Regions from separate parts of the Danio rerio genome. Here region 2 is linked to region 1. The links are chromatin contacts, called in public Micro-C maps. All regions are on one chromosome and are shown on one strand. Each heading gives the region's core, a stretch centred on a gene start, on an enhancer-like site or on the middle of the called end of the contact. The rest is flanking DNA. Distances are from core to core; before and after follow the strand shown.

The links. Hi-C and Micro-C count contacts between places; a contact is called where the count stands out from the background.
Region 2: a Micro-C map of caudal fin shows a contact between it and region 1, with 7 times the contacts expected there. The contact joins the promoter of mfsd3 here to the promoter of wu:fa19b12 in region 1. A contact is called at or near these places in 5 of 18 Hi-C or Micro-C datasets (caudal fin, embryo, hematopoietic stem cells and 1 more) and 1 of 4 datasets of contacts at active chromatin or transcription factors (caudal fin).

The regions. Positions count from the first base shown.
Region 1 is chr5:25,920,814-25,923,947 of GRCz12tu, reverse strand. wu:fa19b12 reads right to left here and starts at 1,521. Exons shown (of 2, transcript NM_001281985.1): 1 at 1,014-1,521. The coding sequence starts at 1,385.
Region 2 is chr5:26,189,018-26,192,151 of GRCz12tu, reverse strand. mfsd3 (major facilitator superfamily domain containing 3) reads left to right here and starts at 1,718. Exons shown (of 6, transcript XM_002661995.8): 1 at 1,718-1,783.

The DNA of each region.
Region 1 (3,134 bases), core at 272-2,771:
TATGTGTATAAAAAGTGTGTAACAAGTAGTGATGTTTGTTTCACAATTACTATCATAAAGTGTTCATAAGATGGATTGCCTGAGGAAAGAAACTGTTTCTGTGTCAGGCTGTTCTGTCGCATAGCGCTCTGTAGCGTCGACCAGAAGGTAAAAGTTCAAAGAGGCAGTATGATGGGTGTGAGGGGTCCAAAGTGATTTTGACAGACTTTCTGCTCGCTTTGGACAAGTACAGTTCTTGGAGAGTAGGGAGAGTTGTACCAACGATTCACTCAGCAGTCTGAACTATTTGACGTAGTCTTCGGAGGTCAGACTTAATAATGGAGTATGGGTAGTCATGCACAGAGAAACAGGCACTAGGGTCTGTTAGGATCTTCTGGTTTGCTACTACTCTTGTTAATTGGGTTAGAGCTAGTGTTTTTAGAGTTTTTTTTAAGGGTGTTCAGGTTAACACCAAGGCATTGATGTTTTTCCCAACCAGTTAGTAAACAGGTGCTTAAAGTATAGATGACTAGTGGTAAGCTATAAAACATGTTTACATTACAGTCAAATTCCATTAACACAACCTGTATGCCTACTGAACTATATGTAGATGTATATTAATGAGGGACAACTTGTGACATGCTCTCTACATTGTTTACCGTGGTAACCATCTTACTTTGAATTATCTGATATCACATGCCTTCAAAACAACATTAAGTTAGCTCTATTTATTCGACTGTGAACTGTTGTACTTTAATAGCCATTGGCTGATTATATGATTGCACTATTTAGAATTATCAAAATAATAGTTTTGAAACTATATTAATACTATATTACTACTATATACTAATACTTCTGAAACTACTATATTAAGGAGAAAGCCCGAATTTGTGAATATAAAACTAACTTTACCTGAATCTGGATATTATTATAGTGGTGCACCGCCACCTCATGTTCATCACTCATCATTGCACATTGTTCTTCAGGTAACCATAAATTAATACAGGTTTTAGCACATTTGTGTAAAAGTTTACCTTGTCTCCTGCGGTGTGTTTATTTTGTTCGTCTGGCTGTTTGCTTGACTCAGGTTGAAGCGCGCGTGATGACCGTCGCGTCGCAGGTCTTCCAGCATCATCATCATCCTCGAATGTTCTAGACTGGGATATGTTCTGCTCAGCTAGCACTGAATTAGCCCTGCTTGCGGCCAGTTTTCTTGGTAAGTTATCTGTGTCCAGCTGGTCTTCGACAGAGTTCGGTCTTTTCCTGCATCGCTGTTCATCTGATGTTAATAACGAGGCGTTTTGGGTCACGTTCACACCTCCGACCGGTTTGTTGGAGACAGAACGAAAACATCTTTTGTGAGGGACTTCGGGCGACAAAACGTTTTCTGCTGTCCGTTTGGTCATGTGTGCGACCAAATATTTCAAAACGTTAAAGTTTAAACTATGTAAAAGTGTAGCTGTTTAGTTCGCAGTTGCATGCAGTTCCCCAGCTGTTTACGGCATTGGTGTCGTAAATGAAGTTGAAACGTGTGAATACAGTGCCCTCTGTGGCTAGAGAGGTCGAACAACACCAACAGCATTTCAGCCATGGTTTATGCTTTTATAAAGGAAATTATGTATTAAATTATATATATATATATATATATATATATATATATATATATATATATATATATATATATATATATATATATATATATATATATATATATATTACATTTTAGACTTTATTTTGATGGTCCCTCTTACACATTTTGTTGACAAAAAGTTGCATTGTTACATGCCAATTACTTCTCATTTGAGTATTAGAAGGCTCTCTGCTTAATATCTGTTGATATACTCCTCCAACAGATATTTAACTGACTATAAGAAACTTTGCCAGCACATGTCAACTTACACTAACCCTAACCCCAACCCCAACCTAACAGTCTACCTGATGAGAATTAGTTGGCATGCAGATGCAGTGAACCTTAGATTCAACAAAAGGGACCATCAAAATGAAGTGATACCAATGTCCTTCTAAAATAAACAATGTAGCAAGTTTTCTTAGATTTACTTATTTTTTTGTCCATATTAATTGAAATAGTTTGTTTTCCTATTGCAGCCAAGTTAATGAAAAACAAAAAATATATTTTACTTATACAAGGCTAAGAAGATTTTAGATTTTTTTTTTCAGACTGGAACACTATAAACTAAACTAACATATAAACATTTCTTAGATTATCAGAACAAACGCTGAAATCAATACCAACATACCCATATAATTAAAAATGCATAATCTATATTCGTTTGGTCTGAGTGGGGACGAGAAGGGTCTGATTGAAGAAAACCCGAGTCCACATCCACGTTCAGACATTCATCTAACCCTACACATTGAAGTCACTAATCTCAGTGTGCAAGTGCAACAACAGGAGGTGTTGCCAAACATGTGGAGTGCCAAATGTGCCAAAATATTAGGTTTTACATTAATAATTAATTCATTATATATATATACATACATACATACACACACACACACACACACACACACATATATATATATATATATATATATATATATATATATATATATATATATATATATATATATATATATATATATAATCTGCTTAAATCTGTGAGGGTTAAATTGGGTTTCAGCTGGAACATGCGCTGATTGAGTGAAATATTCTCTGTACCTATTGTCAGGGTTCATACACATATTTCTTTACTACTAAAATTCAATGACTTTTCCAGGACTTTCAAGTAAATTCTTATGACCTAATGTTTCATGTATTGTGTATGTGTACATTGTAAATCATAAGAAAAACATTGCACCTTCATTACAGGTTGTCATAAAACATGCAACAATCTATTTAGTTTGAATGAATATTGATATCTATGTAAAATGTATTTAGATAATGCTCACACAGCACTAATAATGTGAGAGCATGTGTTTGGCCATGAACAGAAAAGAAGGAAAGACAAATAACCCATACATAAAGTATACAGATATTTGTTAAACTAATTTCCATAACTTTTCCAAAACTTTGTGGGTTTTTCAGATTTTCCAAAACTTTTCCAGGCCTGGAAAATGCCATGTCACAATTCTATGACTTTTCCAGGTTTTTCATGACTGTATAAACGCTGTATGGTGTAAAAAAAAAAAAAAAA
Region 2 (3,134 bases), core at 469-2,968, 270 kb before region 1:
CTTATTCAATTCACCTGTACCGCATGTCTTTGGGGGAAACTGGGGGAAATCGGAGTACCCGGAGAAAACCCACAAAAACATGCAAACTCCACACAGATATGTCAACTGACCCAGCAAAGGCTCAAACCAGCAACCATCTTGCTGTGAGGTAATTATGCTACCACTGCGCAACTGTGATGCCAGAATGTGTGTGTGTCTGTAAATTTTGAATGTCTTCATAATGTGAGATGCAAGAAAATATTTGTAATAAATGCTCTTTAACAGGGTTTATAAACATACCTCCATAGAAAAGTATTTCTACTTTTTACTCTTATGATATTTACAGACTTGTAATTTAAAGCGTATCCAATAATTATTAATCGTTTTGTTTCTTGTCCCAAATTTGCTGGAGAATTTCTCACCAGTCAAAATTATTTTAGATACTTTTTGAAAAGTGTTGCACAATTAAAAGAACAACACTCAGATTTATGTATATACATAAAGTAGGAATGACTTGACAAATTTGAGATATGATTTTGAGATATTCAAAACGCATTTAATAGATCTTTAAAAAGTTTTTAGATTTTCAACGTCCATATTAATACCTCAAGGATACATATTAGTAGTACAAAAATGTTCCTCTTAAATTGTTTAGGTACTAATATATGCTTTTGAGGTACAAAAACGGACCCTTTAAGTACAAATGTGTACCTCTTGAAAATGTACCACCCCAGTGAACAGTATGTGTGTCTTATTAGACAAACACATTTTTTCCACTTACTAATTCATGCCCAATTGAGCCTTTCAGTTAAATGTGGGAAGTAGGGTACATCACGTTCTGACAGTAAACAAAAAGGTGTGTATTAGTACAAGCTCTTCTATTACATAAACATGTTGGGCTGGAACAGTAGGAATGTAAGGAAAGAGATTTTGACTATATGAGCATTTCGGATGTGACGTTTGCAGTATAAACTCAAAAAAAAAAAAATCACAAAGAAAGTATATTTTAACATTATATTAAAATATCTCTTTTCGTTTTCTAAAACTACTACCACAGAGTTATGGGATCAAAAAACATCCATCTGTAAACATTTTTTATATTTTTAATGAGGAAAATATGGATGGATATGGATATGACCAAAAAAGTTTGTGAGTTTACAGTATGCAACATAGCCTACTGTGTAGAAACTCTATGAATTGAACTGCACAGGCCAAAAGAGACAGTGCCCATCAAAAGGATAAGAGTCGGTTTGCTATAGAACAAAAAAATATTGATTTGATTTGATTTAAAATGTTTGCATTGAGGAAAAGGCTTTATGAAAGTGACAGATGTGAAATTGCCACTCATGTTACTTTGGTGAATCAAATAGAATTGCAAACAATGACAGAGACAGTTCTGAGTAAGCACTCAATACTTTCTTACACAATAAAATGCATAAACGGATTTACTATTTATGTAAAAACTTGTTTTTTTTCTATTGCAGATTTGGCATTTGCGTGAAATTGCACAAATGTGACATCTTAGCATTCCTTGCTCACTGAACACTTGAGAAAAAAGTACATCATAGTGTTATGTCATGTAAACAGGAACCTCGTCTTTCTCATTTTAGCTTTTGGTTGCAGTACAGTTTTATTGACTGGTGGCGCTGTTGATTTGTTGGCTGTGAACACTGTCAAAAGAGCTGCAAGTTGATTTGTTGAAGGAGTATATGACGTCACGCGCTCCCGCGGAAGTACCGAGTTAGAAAATAGAGGTTATGCTGCATCGAGCACCGCGGGTGAAGGATATTTACATGTAAATACAGTAAGTCATTTGCGCTACTTAATTTATGTACTTTGTTAATTTTAACATATACAGTTTTAATTGTTTGCTGTCCTAGAAAAGACTCTTTCAAACTAGAACATATGTTGTTGACAGTAATGGAATGTTTATGACAGAATGAAATCGTTCTTGTGCTTTAATGAGTATTATTATTATCTTGAGTTTCTAGCAGCTTTCAGAATGCTTAAAAAAGACTTTGAATGATATTATTAAGGATATCATCGTTTCATTAGTTATTTCATAAATATCCACCTGTGATATGTTATGAATGAATGACATGTGAAATGAATGAACCACTGTGTGTGTGTGTGTGTGTGTGTGTGTGTGTGTGTGTGTGTGTGTGTGTGTGTCTGTGTCTGTGTGTGTGTGTGTGTGTGTGTGTGTGTGTGTGTGTGTGTGTGTGTGTGTGTGTGTTTTATTGCAGACAAAACCATTGTTTTAAACAAGAACAAGTCAGCTTTGGTCTATTTTTGCATGACACATTCAGACATTAAAGAGACGTCTAAAACACGTATAAAAATAGATGCTTATTTTATTACTCGTACAGTACTCAGCATAAATTAATACACTCCATTATGAAAATGAATATTTTCAAAATTATCCATTTCTCAGTGAATATGGTATATTGGTGCATACAAACAGATTTATTAAACATATATATGTATTAAAACAATATTTTAGTCACAGAACATCTATCAAAATGGAAAGATAATACATTTTAATTCATGCAAAATATTACATTTTTTTTCTGTTACAAATTTCAACAAACATTTTTAACAAAATTGTATTTATATTTTGTTTCTCCCTATTTTTTGCTATTTTTGAATTTAAAAATATATATATTTTTCTATAACATATACATTTGGGCTACTAATTGTGAACCATATTGTAAGATATTTTGTTAGATTAGCTCCAGATTTGGCTTCAGTACTGACTAAACAAATGTATATACACAAATATAAAATTGTAAAGCATCCTATAGAAAATACTAATTTAAATAAGAGATTTGTCTGGGGGGTGTACTTATATATGCGAGCACTGTATGTGTCTGTTCTGTTGATGTCAGTTACCATACATTAATGTTGTTAGTATTATTCAACTTAAACTCCATCAAACCTTCCAGTTTAATTTATACAGTTGAAGTCAAAATGATTCTCCTCTAATTTTCTAATTCTTTTTCAAACATTTCCGAAGGGATGTTTAAGATGGGGAAGATTTTTCCCCAACACATTTTAAACATAATAAATAACAAATTTACATGAACTAATTTGATTTGTCTTTGCTTGATAACAGTATTTAATATTTTCATTCATTCATTCATCTTTATTTCTAT